Linked DNA regions of Mus musculus: regions 1 and 3 are each linked to region 2. Evidence: chromatin contacts called from public Hi-C and promoter capture Hi-C data. All regions are on one chromosome and are shown on one strand. The core of a region is the stretch at or near the end of the contact, and the rest is flanking DNA. Distances in the headings are between cores, read along the strand shown. Region 1 has its middle 37 kb from the start of Pmp22. Region 2 holds the start of Trim16 (tripartite motif-containing 16). Region 3 holds the start of Pigl (phosphatidylinositol glycan anchor biosynthesis, class L).

Region 1 (3,503 bases), core at 658-3,157, 350 kb after region 2:
CTATCTTAAAAATCACAACACTAACCACTATAATAATAGATATCTGGGCCTCTGTGTAAAATCATACACAAAAAACTAATTTGAAGTGGGCCAACATCCTAAACATAAGGGCTAAATGTGCAAGACTTTCAGAAGAAAGTATGGCACCTTGAACTTGTCAGAGATTCTTAGCTATTTTACACAAAGAGTGGGGAAAGGTGAAAACAAATAGAATTTTATCAAATCTTTAAAAACCCTTCTGTGGTTCAAAAGACACCTAGTGAAAATAATGCATTCCACCAATTAATAAATAATGTTTGAAATTCATGAATCAGGCAAGGGACCTATGCCTAGATTATATAACAAACTCCTACAATTCGATTAAAAATATACAACTAAATTAAAAAAATTGTTAAAAGATGTGTTCACACCTATAATCACCGGACTTAGGAGGCTGAGGCAGGAGGACTGCTTCCAGTTTGAGGCCAGCCTGGGCTACATAGCTAGATCCTGTCTCAATCTCTCCTCCCTCTAGCAGGAAAAAAAAACCCAATAAACCTTGGTTAAATATTTGTCCTAGGAAGATACAGAATTGGCCCAGAAGCACGTGAATAGCCTTAGTCACCAGGAAAAGCTGGGATAGTAGGATGTTCCTTTACCAGGCTAGTTAGACTCTAAACTCTAACCACACACTTGGGTGAGGATGCAGGAGAACTGGATCCCTCACAGGCTACGACTGGGTATATAAACAGTGTGTCTACTTTGAGAATGTATTTGCAGTTCCTCAAAGGATTAAGGTTACTGTTTGTCCTAGCAGATCCTGTCCTCCTATAATCCCAAGAGAAACAAACTCAAAGTCTGTATCGAAACTTACACAAGGATGTTGTAACAGCTCCAGAATGGAAACAACCCAAATGACCATTGAGAAAGAGATGGTAAAATATGGTCTCCTCATGCCACAGAACACGTTTTATCTGTAAAAGGCTGTAATATATCATTACATGCTACCAAGTGGGTGAAGCTTCGACACATGATGTTAGATGAAAAGAGTCAGTCACAGAAGCCTGCCTACCATATGCTAGATTCTGTTTATAGTGAGGTTAAGAACAGGAGAACTGTATACACAAGAGTGGGCTAGTCATTGTGTAGGGCTGGGGGTGGGGCAAATAAGGATAAAGGGAGAATGGCAAAATGTTTCCTATCACGCAGAAGATGCTCTAAGCCTGGGGGTAGTGATGGTTCCACACTTCCTTTGTGAGACATACTAAAACGCAACGAATTTTGTGTGTGTGTGTGTGTGTGTGTGTGTGTGTGTGTGTGTGTGTGTGTGTGTGCAGTGACACCTGTGGGGTGTAAGCTCGCACTAATGTCATAGGAAGATGCAGCTGTGTGTTCAACTGTTCCTCGCCATCTCATTAAAAAAATAGAATGTCTGCTTTTTCTGTGGGTTTGATCATTGTTTTTTAAAGCTGTTTTTTTTTTTAATTTTACTTTATTTGTAAAGATTATGTATGTGTCTGGGTGTGGAGTCCTGCACACCTGTGCAGTGCCCACAGAGGCCAGGAGAGGGTGTTGGATCCCTTGGAGCTGGAATGACAGGCGTCGTTGTGAGCCACCTGATTCTGGTGCTGGAAAGCAAACTTGGATCTTCTGCAAGTGCCTCAAGTACTCTTGACCACGGAGCCGTCTCTCCAGCTCTCTGTTTATTTTGTTTTTTAAGGGAAGACATTCTTCTTTCTCCTGAAACAGCAGTAGGGAAGTTCAAACAGAACAGTGGAGATGAACAGTTAACATTTCTTTAGCAACAGAATCTTGGGTCCTCTCAGGGGATTGCTTTATGACATTTTCTTTCCGTCCTGAGCATTTCGGAGAATTCCTTTGACCTTAGGAATTTACAGCAGGGCAGCTTTGATTAGAAACTGCCCTTTTAGTGGCTGCATTCCACTGTGCTTGGGATTCTGGGAGCAACAGTCCACAGAATGGCGAGCACACCCAGCTGTTGAGAGCACACTTCCTATCTAGAAGCGTTGAAATTTGTTTACCTCTTTTCTCTTTTTCCTCCAAGGATGTGTGTGTGTGTGGCTTAATTCTTTGCTTAGCTTTTCTGCATTTCAGCATAGCTTATTTGCAGCATTGTCTGCTGTTCACAGACTAAAAAAATTCCTGTAGGAGATATCAGAAGAAACAATTGGGCTAACTATTGTTTAGTGGGGTTTGGGTTTTTTTGTTTCTTTGTTTTCTGATTGGCTGGACCTCATGTCCTGGAGGCCTTCATCTTCCCCTCTTTCTGCCCTCATGATTTAAAGCGAGGTTTTGTTTTGGTTCGTTCTTGCTTTGTTTTCTGTTTCTCATCCATATTTTCAGCATAGTTTTTAGGTAAATGGGGCTTCGCACAGGACTTTCCATTTTGAAGACAGATAGAGATATAAACGAAGGGGCAGCTGGGGGCAGTGAGTACGGCTGGTTTTCTTGAAGGTTTGATAGGATCTGGTGCTGAGTAGTTATCAAGCAGACGCTGGTACCCCAGTGCTTTCTCAAATCCTTGTCTCCTCATCTGTGTCCTGTTTAAGCATCTGAATTCTTGACATGTCTTAAAACGTATGTGTTTCAGAGGAAGTACCATCTTTCATCTGTATCTCCAAGTTTGTTTTCATGGAGTGTTGGAGACAGCTGTAACAGTCATCTTAATTTCCTGTTTCAATTTTCTTTCTTCTTCTTAATCGTGTGCACTTGTGCCTTCTCATCTTTAATTTTTCTCCACACTAGGCCTGGTAGTGTTTTATTTCTCTTATTTGATAGGAAAACATTATTTTTGATCATTTCTGCAGTTTTAGCTAATACACAGGCACTCTGCATCTCATGCTTTCCTCACTTTATGGTTATCTCCCTGATCTGTCCTCTGATCTGTGGTATTTTTCGCTTTATACAATATATTCAGGAATGTAATGAATAGCATGATATAGTCATTAGATTAAGAATTTCTTGCTTCCCCGATGACTCGTATGCTTCAGAATGCAGTGTGGCTCTGTCTGTCTTAGCGCATGTTCTCTGCACATCTATACCCTGTACCTTATCATTGGCATCTCTGAAGACGGTTCCTTCATCTAAGCTTTTAAACAGTTAACATCTTGTGATGTCCCTGCTTTGACACGAACTACATACTTTTTTACTGCGAATACTTCTTCGGTGTCTTGACCATGTTATCTTTTTATTATTTCTGTCTGTTATGACATTGGGATTCTTAAAACTCTTGAACTCACAGCTGTTTAGCTTTCAGTCTTAAACAAAGTGCAGAAGTGTCCCGTATACCTTGCTCTGACCTCACGTTTCCCCTTTCATCCCATGAGCCCCTTTCAGCTTGTAAGAAATGCCTTTTTATAATTCATGTTTTAAAATACACAGAGGAGTAAAGGTAAATCTCTTGTCCCGATTGCTGTAAGATTTATGATAAAGACGGGCAGGAGAAAAGCATTGCACATCTATTAAACCAAAGTTTTATATGACATCAGAGCCCTCAGAAACAG
Region 2 (3,340 bases), core at 405-2,904:
AAGCAATCAGGACACAGACAAGCACAGGGAAGACGGCATGAAGGACGGGAGGGCAAGCCAAGGAGTGCGGTCTCAGAAGAAGGCCACGGCATCTCCACGCGTGGGAGCTCACCCTTGCAGAGGTGTCGGGAAATTAACTCCTGTCATCAAAGTCAGTCAGTCTGTGGCACTTTGTAAGGACAGCCTGAGAAAATGAGGGCACCTCATTTAGGAACAGTTTTATTAGCTGGATGTGGGGCTAGTTTAGCAACTGTCTCTTCGTGGAGATCACAGAGTAAGATACGGGGCCTAGAAAGGCTGGAGAGAGCTGTATGTGGAAGGGGACAGTGCCTTCCCTCTTCTACCCGATGGCCCCTTCCTGTGCCCATTCTCAGCCAGCTCCTGGAATGCCCTAGAAGCGGACACTGGAGGGTCAGGGTTATAAACATCCATCAATTTCTGTGGTTTCAGAACCAGGATGCTTGCACAGGGTGGCAAACACAGAGACCATGCGTTTCGCAAAAGAGAAAAATCATATTTGAAGGCAGCTGAGCTGAGCATGGAAGGGGAGAAGCACAGTTAGATCCACTTCCTGGAGGGTGGGGTCTGGTGAGGATTTATGAGATAGGGAAGGGTGGCTGAGAGGACCATAATCGGTCCTCATGGCTCTTCGTGGGATGCATGTTCAGGACAGGTCAGTGTTAGAATGTTCTGAGGGCAGAAGTTTTGGTCTTCTGATGCCAAAAGGTCACCCACTAGTTACCTGCTCAGGTCCAGATGAGTCAATTTCAACAAAAGGCCATCAAGTTTCGGAGAAGCAAGCCAGACAACTGTTATCATCAAAGCCCACATGTTAGAGGTTTATGGCAGAGAGTGGAAGGCCAGGGCCCTGTCCACTGGGTGGCTTCTCACATGAGTGAGTTTTAAAAGTCAACCAGAAGTGGAGCTAGGAGGACGGTTCAGTGGGTAAAGTGCTTGCTAGGTGTGCATGGCCACCTGCAGCCATGCAATGGTGCTTATCTGTAACCCCAGCACTGGGGCAAGAGTCTAGAATATCCCTCTGACTTGCTGGCCTGCTGCGCTAGGTGACCTAGCGTGTTCCAGGTTCACTGTGAGGTCCTCTCTCATGAAATGAGGTGGAGAGCAATTAAGAAAGACACTAGATGTCAAACTCTGTCACACACACACACACACACACACACACACACACACGACTAAAATAAAACAAAAGTCTGATAAAAGCAAGTTATTAAAAGCAGATAAAGCTAGATTGACTATGTCTGTCTGTCTGTCTGTATGTCAGGTTTTGTGGTGGTGGTGGTAGGACCAAGCTGGTGGCTCATTTAGGATTAGCAGCTGCCCTATTATCAAAGTCCTTACATTTTGGACCCCTTTAAAAATATATGGAGTAGAGAGAAGGGGAGGGGGAGGGGAGAGAGAGGGAGGGATGGAGGAAGGAGAGAGAGAGAGAGAGAGAGATCCACCGCAAAATATGGCTTGTGGGACCGCTCAAAGCCGCAGAGGCTTACAATAGAGCTCAGGAATCTTGCCCTTTTTTCCAGTCCCACAGGCACACGTGGTCTCCGGAAGAGCCTATGGGGTGTGCGTGAATGAGTCCCGTAAGAATAGAAGTTTCAGGGCTGGGCTAGGAATGAGAATGAGAAGCCTGAGCCAAGGAACAGACACAGGAGCCAAGTGGCAAGGCAGTTCTGAGCCTTGTCACTGTGGCTGGCTACTAGCCAATCTGGAGGAGCCTCGTCCTGTCTGAGTAACTGAGCTTCCTCGGGAGGGAGGAAACAGTTAATGTCTCAGGGCAGCTGCAATCTGCTAGGCGTGGCTCTCTGGTTTGACTTGGGCTACTCAGATCCTGAGCCAAGGGACCGCGAGGAAGGACGCCTTAGTCCTTAGTCCGCAGAGCCTCCACCAGATGGCTGAATTGGATCTGATTGCCCCGGGGCCTCTGACCGGGGTCACTGCTCACCCTTTGGCCCCTCTCGGCCCAGACCCTGTGTCAGCTATCCCAGCAGAAAAAGAAGATGCGGACCCTCTCAGCAAGTCAGGTGAGGAAACCCAGGAGCAGGGTCATGACCCCGCAGAGGTCGGGGCTCCTGGTGAAGAGGATCAGATCTTGTGTGACTTCTGTCTTGGGGCCAGCAGAGTAAGGGCAGTGAAATCCTGTCTGACCTGCATGGTGAACTACTGTGAGGAGCACCTGCGGCCACACCAGGAGAACAGCAAACTGCACAGCCACCAGCTAACCGAACCCGCAAAGGACCAGGATCTACGCACCTGCCCTGCCCACCACAGCCCTTTGGTTTCCTTCTGCCACACGCACCAGCAGTGTATCTGCCAGGAATGCGGGGAGGGTGAACACAGAGGCGACAGTACTGTCTCCCTGGATGCAGCCCGCAGGAACAAAGAGGTGAGTAGTGGGGTCTGTCGCCTGGGAGGGACCAGTGGGAGGAGGTGTCCCCAGGGAGAGGTCACACATGCTGCATTTGTGGCTCTGTTGATGCCAGTTTGTTCCGAGTCAACAGAGGAGAACTTTAGCGGTAGTGCCTGGGTGTTGGTTCGCTGTAAGTATCTATAGCCGCTGGCTTTGGAAACAAAAGTGGGTCACTGTCCCCATCTCAGTGTCCCTGTTGCTGTGCGGTCTCTATTGTCTCTGCCAGGCATAGGAATTTCCTGCTGTTTCTAGTTAGAGTTTAGTAATGTGCATTTGGGTGTGTGCTGTAGAAGGTTAGCCTCAGGAGTGTGGTATTTCCCTCTGGCAGGATCTGTGAGGCATATATCAACCCATGAAAACCTTGGCAGAAGTCCAAGGGAAAAGAAGAAACCTCAGACTTCATTTCTCCTTTTCTTCCTTCCTCTCTTTCTTAACTTCTTTCTTTCTTTCTTTCTTTCTTTCTTTCTTTCTTTCTTTCTTTCTTTCTTTCTTTCTTTCTTTCTTCCTTCCTTCCTTCCTTCCTTCCTTCCTTCCTTCCTTCCTTTCTTTTTTTTTGAATCGCAAAACCACAAAAGAAGCTAACACAAAATGCTGCATTCAAGTAAAACAAAACAAAACAAAACAAAAACTGCCAAGATAACAGAATTTGAAACGCACACGGAAGTTAATGCCAAGGGCGACTTAACTTACTGGAGAATAAAGGTTCCTTACGGGATAGGCTGGCAGGAGCACCTGAGAAACACTGTGCTCGAAGTCTGAAATTTTACTTTTATCAGATAAAAAAGTCATTTCTGAAGCACTGCTTGCCTTTATCTGGAAGCCAAGATCCTGGATGAGACATTGGGGGTGGACCCCCGCAGCTTTCCCACTTTGAGTTTCTCCCACTTTGAGTTTCCCCAGTAGGAAGTAAGGTTG
Region 3 (3,627 bases), core at 996-3,495, 360 kb before region 2:
CCACCAATTCTCTCACCAGGGTGCACACAAGGAATGTACATTTCAATACAACAGGATATAATTAGGATAGCAAGCAAATCTGGTGCAGGTGAATATACTAGACTCAAAGATTAAAATTACCCATAACGCTACTCTTCAATGTTGAACAGGCACTGTGGCAGATACAACCTGGCATTTCTTAGGCAAAAATACTTTCCACAAACATCACTTATTACCATCCACTTCTTTGCATGACTATTCTTGGTCCACACTAATTCTAAGAACGCAGTATCCTTTCCGTTAAGGTTGCTTTCTCAAGTACTTTCTCAAATTCCGGTCGTCGTTGTCTCCCAAAAAAAAAAAAAAAAAAAAAAAGGGGGGGGTGCAATCTCCCACTTGGCACAAGAAAACACCAATAACAAACGGCAGAAGGCAGAGGGTGCTGCTCTTCGCAGCTGCACCACTACCAACCCTTCGCCATTATACCTCAAGTGGGCCAGTTAGAAAGGTGAACTAGTTTGCTCTTCACACTTGTCCATCGCTGTCACCCTCCTTAACCCCTTCCATACTAGTCAAACAGCCACCAACTCTCCCTCAGAGTGGGCCTAGGACGGTCACCTGCGCCGGCCCCACCCGAGGCCCTCCATCCTCGCATCCCCTTCGCTGATCCCGCGGTGGCACCGCACGCCCCTTCCCAAATGGACAGATACCTCGGGCTGATGTCCGCCCGCCTAAGGCCATTCTTCCTCCAAACTCCAGGAGCCTCCACTCGTCTAGCCTGAACTCCCCACCGCACCCGACTCGCCCCTGGGGGAGGGAGAGGAAAAGACCTGCGGTTTGGACGGGCCCTAACCCTGCGTCCTCCGCGACGCCCCTGGCCTGGCTGATCCGAAGCTGGCGCCCTGGGAGCCCGAGGAAGCTCCCGGGCGAGCAGGGCCCGGAGGCCGGGGCTGCAGGCGCCGAGCCTACTCACCGGGAGCTGGCGGAGTGAGAGCCGGCGCGCCCCACGGCCGGACGACCGGGGCGCGGCCCCGGCGCGCGGCCCTCCGCCCGGCCCTCGCTCGGCAGCGCGGCGAGCTGGGCGCTCACTCCAGCCGCCGCCGCCGCAGCTTCGCCACCTTAGCCGCCATCTTGCCTCAACCCCACTCCCTCCCCCTCAGGCCGGGCGGCCGCGCTGAGGCGGCTCAGACTTGGGCTCCTCCTCCTTCCGGAGGGTTGGGGAGACGACTCCCTCCCCGGGAGAACGGAGTGCGGCTCTTACCTCGGCCTCGCTTCCTGGGTCGCGGACGCCGCGCCGGTTCTTTTCAAGTTGTCCCTCGCACTCATGCCCGCCCCGGCAGCGCTGCCTCCGGCCCGACCCGCCGCCGCCGTGGCAGCCATCGCGTCCTCGGCCTGGAGCGTCCCCGCGAGCCTGCCACTCCCGCGCGCCCGGGGCCTTCCCCTCAGGCGTGGGAAAGGACCGGGAGCCCGGCGCGAGGTTAGCCTTGCGACCCCTGCGCGCCGCCAAAGCGGCTACCCCGTCCCCTCGCCGCCAAAGAGAAACCTCAGCCCACGTGGCTGGGACGCACGTTAATTTCACACCGAGTGTTCCTCGGCATGGCGGGCGAGGCCTCCTCCACGGCGTGGCTCCTTAATCTCTGCCTCTTAAGAAAACTTAAGGGGCCTGCCGACCTCACCCTTCGAGTGAAATGACATTTCCTCTTAGCCGCTTACTTTTTCCTCTTGCAAAGCCGCCATCTGAGAAAGAACAAACGGTGACCCGCTTCGGAAAAACTTTTATTCCGGATAACGGGCTGTTTTATACAAAGTTTGAAGTCATAAAACGAGTTGAAAGGAGAATGCTGACGTTTGTTTTAGAATGCTTCCCTTTTGGCCGGCGTGCTGACACGCCTGAAATCCCAGCTCAGGAGGCAAAGGAATGGGAATCATTGCAAACTCGCATGGTCTGCATATAGTGAGTTTAGGGGAACACGCAGAGAGAGACGCGATCTCAAAATAACTCTAAAAATGCTTCCTTCCTTTTAAGCACACTGAACGGTAAGAAAGACACTTAAGACCGCAAAGTGCGGCTGAGCTCTGAAACTGGAGCAGATAGAGGATTCCGCCACCGAGGAGACGGGGCAGTATGGGTGGAAGTTTCCACGCTAGACCACGAATCTTGGTCTCCAGCCGCCGCCGCACTCTGACCCACGGAACGCAGTTTCAGCCGGTTCCGTTTTCCCGCAGGGAACCCGAGTCCACCCGCAGCCTGCCTTCCTGCGCAGGCGCAGTGCCACTTACCCGGCATGGAATTGGTGGGTTTCTTGTGTGTGGCCGTGGCTGTCCTGACTTGGGGCTTCCTCCGGGTTTGGAACTCAGCGGAACGAATGAGGTCTCCGGAGCAGGCGGGCCTGCCGGGAGCCGGAAGCCGGGCCCTTGTAGTGATCGCGCACCCGGACGATGAAGCCATGTTCTTTGCTCCCACCATGCTAGGCTTGGCACGCCTGGAGCAGCAGGTGTCCCTGCTCTGCTTCTCCTCAGGTAGGAGACTGTAGGAGGGTCGCTGGGTTAGGGAACTAACCGATCTTAGTTAACTTCTTCCGGAAAGGTTTTCTGTCGTAGGTAGCTACTTTCTCTGTGCTGGTCAGTCTGGGGACAGAAACAGCCGACTTCCCAGATAGGTTAGGGAACCCCGAGCGAATTCCATCCTAGCCAAATCGAGGAGCAGAAAAGTGGTTGTTCATCATTGGTTCCGTTCAGTACCTTCATGTTCCTTTGGGAACTGCGACTGTACTGGATGTTTTGGGTTTTTTATAAAGACAGTCTCACTGTAATCTAGCATCCCAGGCGTGAGCCGCTGTGCCTGACCTGTTATCCTGAGGAACCGTCTATTTGCAAAAGGATCAAATAAAATCATGCACCAGACAATTTGAGCTGTATGGTGTCTGCTCAGCCCACCAACTTTCTTTCCTAATAATAGCAAAAGACCTTCCTGCTGCTTTGAAACCCATTTTCTGCTACAAAGATTCATGTGTCAAATTGGGAGATTTTTTGTTTAACTTCAGACAAATAGAAATACATTTATAGATAATTTTAGAGTTCATCTGTACCCAGCTATTATTAAAAGAATTCTTCAAAAATGAGACTTGAATAATGATACAGACAAAAACAAACGAGAAAACCAGGATACCCTAAATATGGTGATGACTGGACAATGTGAAGTGTATACATACAGTGGGTGAATTTTATAGCAAAGTATACCTCAATAAAGCTGATTTTCAAAATTGCTCAGGACCTTTTTTCCCATGTGGTTGTTGTGTTGTTCTCTTTTGGGGGGCCAGGGGTGTTTTTGTTGTTGTTGTTTTGTTTTTTTGTTTTTCTAAACAGGGTTTCTCTGTATAGCCCTGGCTGTCCTAGAACTCACTCTGTAGACCAGGCTGGCCGAGAACTCAGAAATCTCCCTGCCTCTGCCTCACAAGTGCTGGGATTAAAGGCATGCGCCACCACTGCCCAGCTTCTTCGGGTGTTTGGTTGGTTTGGTTTGGTTTGGTTTGGTTTGGTTTGGTTTTTCGAGACAGGGTTTCTCTCTGTGTATAGCCCTGGCTGTCCTGGAACTGGCTTTGTAGACCAGGCTGGCCTCGAACACAGAAATCCGCCTGCCTCTGCCTC

Evidence for each region. Promoter capture Hi-C pulls out the DNA fragments that hold promoters and counts their contacts. A called contact is a pair of places that touch in the nucleus more often than the background predicts.
Region 1: a contact with region 2 is called in a promoter capture Hi-C map of neural stem cells. The contact joins the enhancer-like site here to the promoter of Trim16 in region 2. A contact is called at or near these places in 7 of 39 promoter capture datasets (the 3T3-L1 cell line, 3T3-L1-derived adipocytes, cranial neural crest and 4 more) and 2 of 115 datasets of contacts at active chromatin or transcription factors (the NIH/3T3 cell line and bone marrow-derived macrophages).
Region 3: a contact with region 2 is called in a Hi-C map of the Ba/F3 cell line, with 2.5 times the contacts expected there. The contact joins the promoter of Pigl here to the promoter of Trim16 in region 2. A contact is called at or near these places in 1 of 39 promoter capture datasets (pre-B cells), 2 of 484 Hi-C or Micro-C datasets (the Ba/F3 cell line and LSK cells), 1 of 115 datasets of contacts at active chromatin or transcription factors (microglia) and 1 of 9 other capture datasets (adipose tissue).

Annotation. Positions count from the first base shown.
Region 1 is chr11:63,167,189-63,170,691 of GRCm38.p6, forward strand. No RefSeq gene overlaps it. Among named protein-coding and RNA genes, the nearest start is that of Pmp22, 37 kb to the left of the region's middle. Within about 2 kb of position 1,908, at least 42 of the 459 cell types and tissues checked have an H3K27ac peak or open chromatin away from gene starts, as enhancers often do. A contact at or near this core is called in 3T3-L1-derived adipocytes and trophoblast stem cells, where this site is marked.
Region 2 is chr11:62,818,599-62,821,938 of GRCm38.p6, forward strand. It overlaps Trim16 (tripartite motif-containing 16), which reads left to right and starts at 1,655. Exons shown (of 6, transcript NM_053169.2): 1 at 1,655-2,401. The coding sequence starts at 1,907.
Region 3 is chr11:62,456,196-62,459,822 of GRCm38.p6, forward strand. Pigl (phosphatidylinositol glycan anchor biosynthesis, class L) reads left to right here and starts at 2,246. Exons shown (of 7, transcript NM_001039536.4): 1 at 2,246-2,499. The coding sequence starts at 2,265. It also overlaps a transcript of Ncor1 not described here.